Linked DNA regions of Zea mays: region 1 is linked to region 2. A link is a contact called in public Hi-C data. All regions are on one chromosome and are shown on one strand. Each heading gives the region's core, a stretch centred on a gene start, on an enhancer-like site or on the middle of the called end of the contact. The rest is flanking DNA. Distances are from core to core; before and after follow the strand shown.

What was found. A called contact is a pair of places that touch in the nucleus more often than the background predicts.
Region 1: a Hi-C map of leaf shows a contact between it and region 2, with 2.7 times the contacts expected there. The contact joins the promoter of LOC100274063 here to the promoter of LOC100304006 in region 2. A contact is called at or near these places in 9 of 25 Hi-C or Micro-C datasets (bundle sheath, ear, endosperm and 3 more).

What each region holds. Positions count from the first base shown.
Region 1 is chr7:116,277,485-116,281,129 of Zm-B73-REFERENCE-NAM-5.0, forward strand. It overlaps LOC100274063, which reads left to right and starts at 1,679. Exons shown (of 10, transcript NM_001148442.1): 1 at 1,679-2,294; 2 at 2,818-2,906; 3 at 3,027-3,134; 4 at 3,274-3,356; 5 at 3,640-3,645. The coding sequence starts at 2,040. LOC100193257 reads right to left here and starts at 1,912. Exons shown (of 4, transcript NM_001138406.2): 1 at 1,684-1,912; 2 at 121-753. The coding sequence starts at 1,845.
Region 2 is chr7:116,015,388-116,018,596 of Zm-B73-REFERENCE-NAM-5.0, forward strand. It overlaps LOC100304006, which reads right to left and starts at 1,808. Exons shown (of 2, transcript NM_001329106.1): 1 at 1,637-1,808; 2 at 1,006-1,524. The coding sequence starts at 1,703. The coding sequence ends at 1,346.

The DNA.
Region 1 (3,645 bases), core at 429-2,928, 260 kb after region 2:
GATGAAGGCTTAGCATAGACATAACAAAGATCAATGGGTCGAGCAGCGTTAAAATATGAGCATGTATGATCCACAAGGGATGCAATATAACTATCAAGTACAAATAATCAAATGTGGTACCTTTGAAGAGAGCCAACTGTTTCCTTCCATTTCATAGTAGTCACTTTGGTCATCATAAACTTTAGTCCTTGCTGCAGCATTTCTATCATAGTCAACAAGCCTCTTTGCATATGCTTCAGCTGCAGTTTCTGCTTCGGAAAGGGGTAGCCCAACATCACTTAGACCAGCATAAGTGCTACCTTCCTTCAAGACAAGTGCGCCACAGAAACTACAGGGTCCCTCGCCCTCTTGTTCACACACAATTTTGCCACATGATAAGCAGTTGCTGACAAGGTCATGTTGCCGTGCTTGGCATGAACAAGGTTTCCCCTGCTTGAAGACAATAGAACCTTTTGCTGCCTCAGCGAGGGAAATGACCTTTGCTCCTTTCTTTTTTGAACCTCTCTTGGAAGGAACTTGTGATTCTGCAATTTCTGATTGACTCTTAGAACTCTGACTAGAAGAAGATGCTGAATCTTTTTGCGTGCGTGTTTGTTTCTTTGTTTGTGTAGTTGCTGCATCAGCTGAAGGCTTAACATAAGGCTGAAGGTTAGATGACTGAAAGCTCTCAGTTCCATTTGAGGAACCAATGTGACCCCTCCTCCGCAAGTATTCTTGAATGATGTCCTGAGCAGCTTCTTTCCCAATAAAATTCTGCACCATTAAAGGTGCAAACCATGAGAAATGTTTATGTCAACTAAGCTACAGCAGTCTCAACATTTGTGCTTGAAAAGTCATGATGTACTGATGATGTGGCTTGAAAACAAGTGGTACAAAACACATACAACAAAACAAAAGAACTAATGGAAGGAGAGATTGAGCTACAACGGTACTAATGAAGTAATGCAAACTGGCCAACTGAGAGTGTAGTTTTGAGAAAATAATAAATGAGAAAGAAAGGGAAAAATGCTAAGGGCACACTAGTTCAACTAACATGGCCTCATGGGTATTTGGGCAAAGCGTGTTTAGTTCATCCTTTTCAAGTTCGAGATGAACATAAAGAGACATATAACATATTACACTGAGAAATGTGTTCCTTGATTTTGAGAGAATAGTACATACACATCAATCAGACAAGCGACAAACAGCACAAGATTTTGCATCAGAATGAGAAGACAATGCAAAAATGGCAGTGGAATCAATTAGACAAGTGACAAACATCACATGATTTTGCATCAGTATGAGAAGGCAATGCAAAAATGGCAGTGGAAATAACAATCTACCTTCACATCAAGCCTTAAAGAAACCAGATAGTTTTGACCAAAATTCACACCCAGCAGCAGAACAATGATCAGCATCTCGTTATGCCCTAGACACTACATGACACCCAATGGCGCTTACAATACTGCATCAGGATATAAATCTCAGTCATGACGGGAAAATTCATTGAAGCACTTGAATTTTGTACCCATTATAGAAAATTCCTAAGACTCCCAATAACATGAAGCTGAGGCATTTTAGATAATTCAATCATCCGCTCCATACAACGAAAGCCGTACAAACCCAGATCCCAATAGCACAGCAATCTGGGAGCAATCGCCCAATACACACACCGTCCAAATGGATGGACACTGGAGAACGAACCTCGAGATAGCTGGTGGCGTCGGAGGGAGGCGCGAGCTCGCAGAAGGAGACGAGGCCCGAGATGAGATCCGAGTCGAACTCCAGCGAGCTGCCCTTACGCTCCCGAAGTTCCTGCAGCGCGCCCTTGAGCCACTCGCCGGACGTGCTCGCCGACGTCGCCATCGCCGCCGCCAACACAAGCGGACAAGAAGGCCTAACTTCTCTTTTGCTATGCGGACCCTCAATCTATAGGATATTTCACGAGTACCTTTACAACTTCTGTTTTCACCTGGTAGTGTGCATGATTTTCTAAAGACTCCTCATCTTATCCCCGCTAAGCCGCGAGACAGCAGAGCAGAGGGGGCAGTGCAGAAGGCATGTTTCCGATGGCGTCTTCCTCACTGTCGTCGCCGCCGCTATCACTTATCCTCCTCCGGCCGCTCCCGTGCATACCCGTCCTCCTCTTGAGACAAAGGAAGCCATTCCCAGCTGTCCGCGTAGAAGCAAGGTCTCAGCAGCGGTTGCAGCGGAGGCCGGTGACTGGCCAGTGGAGGAGGAGCTGCAGAAGGGGCGGAGGCTACGCGTGTTTCTCCTACAATGCCAAGAACAAGACGCCCCCGCCTTCAGATAAGGTGATGCTCAAACGTTCCATTTCTTTATAACCTCCTGAATTAAACACAACAAATACATGCTCCGGTTGTGAATAACAAAGGGAATTAGGGATGCAGTATGTTAAGTGTAGAATTTAGCTTCCGGAACAAGCTAGGAAAATATACTGTCTGCGCACCATCCTATTCTGAACCACTGTGTAGCTGAGCGTTTGTTTCGTTGACTGCATGCGAGGGACGTGGTCTGCATAAGCAGATGTAAAGTAAGTTATTTTGAGACCATTTCCTTGCATCTGCACGTACGCCCAGAATTATCGTGTCTTGTCGGCCTGGCTGACGCGAACCTGGGTGCGCATGCGCAACAAACCAATCAGTATATGGATGCACCAGAGTAAGCGTTCAGGAATCCATATAAGATTGTAAAAGCAATGTATGTAGTGGAATCCTGGACATTTGTGGACTTTAGATGCATTTCGCCTATTCCAACTTTCATCATGTTTTTGTGGTGACTGGCGTGGATCTTGTGACATTATCTGTGCCTAAGCAGAGTTCAGACGAGTGGGCGATCGTTCGCCGATGGGATGTGCCATGGGAATGGCAAACTGTTGTGCTCAGCATGGTAGGCTGTGGAGTAAGGTAAGCCATAACCTTTGCGCATCAGGTATTTGAATTTTATGTTGTATAGAGTGAGGCTCGCAAGTTTGATTTTACTGTACATGTGTATTGAATAAATCATTCTGAGTGTTCTTTAGACAGCTTTGTTCTGACAGGATTGGTTGAGCAATTGGCTTTGCAAGAACTGGGATTTAAAGCTGTGGAGGCAACTATAGATGAGAAGGCAGAAATACTCTTCTTTGGGCAGCTGTATGATACATGTTTTTTATGCATATGTGCACAAGACCTTTCAATTCCCTTGATGGCAAGCTGATTATCTTCCACCACTAAATGACATCACAAATTGCCAAAAAAGATTTATATTTTGCTTTTGTACTGTTCTGTGCAGGAGTGTGACAGTAGTAGTGCTTGGTGTTATATTTGGCATCACCAACACTTTTCGACCATTCCCAGATGATGTGTTTCGTTATGGTCAGGGCTCACTCTTGTTACCTTGGTCACTGAATAAAGTTGTTTTCGTGCAAGTAGAGAACCATTTTTTTTATCATGGAAGCTATTTTGTCATGTGGAAAGTATAGTGTGATATTTCTATGGAATTTGAATCACTTTCTAAATTGTAATTAACAATCTAAATTTATTCTCTTTTTCATGGTTGATGCTTCTCAAAGTTTAAAATATGATCAATAGTTGCTTCTATAACATCTTTATCAAAGAATACAATTATATTTATACGAGAATGTTGTTGAACTTTCAGATATTA
Region 2 (3,209 bases), core at 558-3,057:
GGAAGCTTCGCAAGAAGGAAAGGTCGGATAGGCATGCTGCCAGATTCGTCTTAGCATCGACCTTAAGAATCCGGCCTTTTATTTATTCCTCCTCCCCATGCCGCATCGTCGCCGGCCGGCCGGATGCATGATCGAGTTAATGTGATAAAGAATGTGATAAAGGGTGAACCGTTGATCACGAAGGGTCCAAGGCTGACATGCATGTTTGCTGACGGATGTCACTCTCCCGAGTCAACATCTGTCACGCATGCAATGCAATGCAACCAGTTTACATGACTTGAAGAATCGGATGAGCTGAGCAATTGCATGCGGCGGCGTGGCGGTCTTTAATTTATTAGGATGTGTTTGGTTGAATGTATACCAGGGGATGAAAAATCTAATTATAGTTTTTATAATGTTTGGACGAGAGTTACGTAGGAACGATATAAACACCTGAGTAGTTTTGGTAACAATGTGTAGTTTTGGTGATGATGTGATAAAAAAAATCGAGAGAACAGTATCGCCTTCGCCCATCCTACTTTGACCTCAAACTAAATATATTAGCTTACGGCTCGCTCCTAGAGTCTCTAGTTTGCATGACTTCAACTCACGGAGTTGACTCGGGCGGCAGTACACTCTGTTTAGTATTTTGCAAGGAAAGAAAAAAAAATGAACAGAAGCGAAGCTCCAAAGGATTCTTGTTTGACATCAATCATTTTAGGCCCCGTATACAGAAGACACTCCCCCCACACCCACCCCATTTTAGTATTTTGGTTGACACTCATTTTATATCTGTTTGGGAGATCGGGGTGGGTTAGGCGCTGCGCATGTTGCGAGGGTGGCTCTCAGCTCTAGCCATCAATCATCGATCGGTCTTCACACATTGGACACCCGGAGAAAAGAAAACGGTAATCATTCAGTTCAGAGGCACCAAACTGATCGAGTTCACATGCATCCATATGCATGCACAGAGACAGAGAAACACAAGCAGTGTAGCTAGCTAGAGGGGAGCACTGCAGCCTGGACTGGCGACGAATTCTGTTCCATTTTACTACGTACATTCATGTATCGCTTCCACTTTACATAGAGCTGACTAGATTCAGACAAGATTCAATGATGGGTTCTGACGTCTCACCAAACAAAACATGCATAATACTGTGGACCCACTACAGTTCAAACTTCAATCAGCTAAGCACAGCAGCAGCTACAGCTGGAGTACACAGACACAGCAGCACACAACACGCGCGCCCAAAAAGGGAGAAGAACACGACCACCAGCTTCTTCCGATCCTATCCTCCAATTTTCTCTTCCAAAGCTCCAATCCCAAAGAACAAGACAGTTGTTGCCGGTGAGATCGACTGGCCGGTCAGTGCGTCGGCGGCGAGGAGGGGTCGTCCGGCGACGGGACCATGCCGCCGTGGGTGTTGGTGTTGGCAGTGGGGGGCCCGTAGTCCGTCGTCGTGTACGCCATCATCGCCTCCGGAAGCAGGCGGCCGCCGCCGAGGGGCGCGCGCCGCACCTGCACCTTCCGCGCTTCCACCAGCCCTGCGCTCCATCACAACCCAACACAGCGACGGCATCACTTATACGGAATCGGAAGAGCAGGCAGCAGCGCTAGCTAGCCTGGCCGGGCGCGCGGCGGCCGCGTCAACCTTACCTTGCGAGCAGGAGAGCACGAGGAGGGCCGCCACCAGGAGGAGAGCGAGAAGCCTCTGCTGCGCCATTGCGGTTGTTGGGACGATCGAGGAGGACGAAGAGTAGAGTGGTGGTACCCGTGGGCTTTAAATGACGCTTTCGGAGGTTTCGAAACTGCCGGGTCGCTTGCGTACGCCAGCCGGGTCAGCTTCACCCGCCTAATTTTACGTGCCACACCGCCGGCACCACTGCGGCTGTCACCTTGGGGCCAACTGCCCACCGCTGGTCCCTCTGACTTTCCGGCCCGTTTTCCAGGATGGATGGGCCAGCGGGCCGCCTCACCAAGGCCGGCGTTGGGCTGAGGATAATTTTTTTGGGAGAGAGGGGCAAAGGAGATTTGAGTTCAGAATTCGGACGCGTTCGGATTTGAGCCCACGTCGTCCTGACCAAAATTTGGCCAGTCGCCGTGATCCCGTGACGTTTGGATTCCAGCCGTGTAGGTCCAATACCAAGCTTACCTATAACAATATATATAGGGTGAAAACGGATCCTGCCTTAATGTATTTTAATTAGATTCGGAATCGGATATAGATATTTAGAAACGAGATTGATACGAATACAAAGATCGAATGTTAACTCGGACTGATAAGTGATAAATACATATATTATTTGGCCGGATAAATGCATATACCGGATACTTGGCGGATAAAACATGAATTGATTATCATTAACTACAATTAAGTTCAGACATAAGACATCTGTCGTGGTTTCAGAAAATAGAGACGGTAAGATTTGTGTTTGGCGGGGATGCTAGCGCAGACTCACTCCAAATGGTGAATCGTTGAGTCTCGAGCGATGGATTTGAGACGGTGGATTATTCTGGCTCAAGCTTGCGTCATAATCTCGTGTAGTGTTGATCGTAGTATTGTTGAGGACGTGTTACAACTGGTGTGCCTGTGTGTTCAGAAAAAGAGGGGGTCCTTCCCTTTTATAGTTTAAGGGCTGGACTCTACAATGAGGACTTGCATTCTGTTGGGAGGAGCTCCACTGGCGACCCTTAGGCAACGTGGTTCCTCTGGTGCTGCCCGTAGGGTCGTGCGTAGCCGTACTCCCATTATAGCGTACTGTCTCGTTCGCTCGTCATACGGGTTCTTTTTGTCGGTCTTTCGCTAACATCCTTGTGATAGTGCGCGAAGGGTCCCGCGGGTAAGTCGTATGGAGCAATCACGCGTCGTGCGGTCTTGCCTGTCGTCACAAGCCTACGTCACTCGTTGGTGTGCGTAGGCATACACCCAGTATGAAGCTCCGATGCTGAGGTATTTTATGATCAGGGTCGTTCGGTCCTTCGAAGATGTGGAAGCACATTTTGGGACCGTGCTCCGGAGGTGTGTTCATGTCTTTAGCGGTTTCTCGACGTGCCTACGACCTACCATTCGGATGACTGGCCATGGCCCGAGATGTCATGTATTGTCTTAGTAGGCGTGGATTTTGAGACGTTTGACTTGGGTTTCCATCTTGCTTCTCTTCCTTGGTTAAGACCTAGTTAAGACAGCTCTGCCTCGCGGTCTTGCTCAACAAGGACCTGCTCAGTCGCT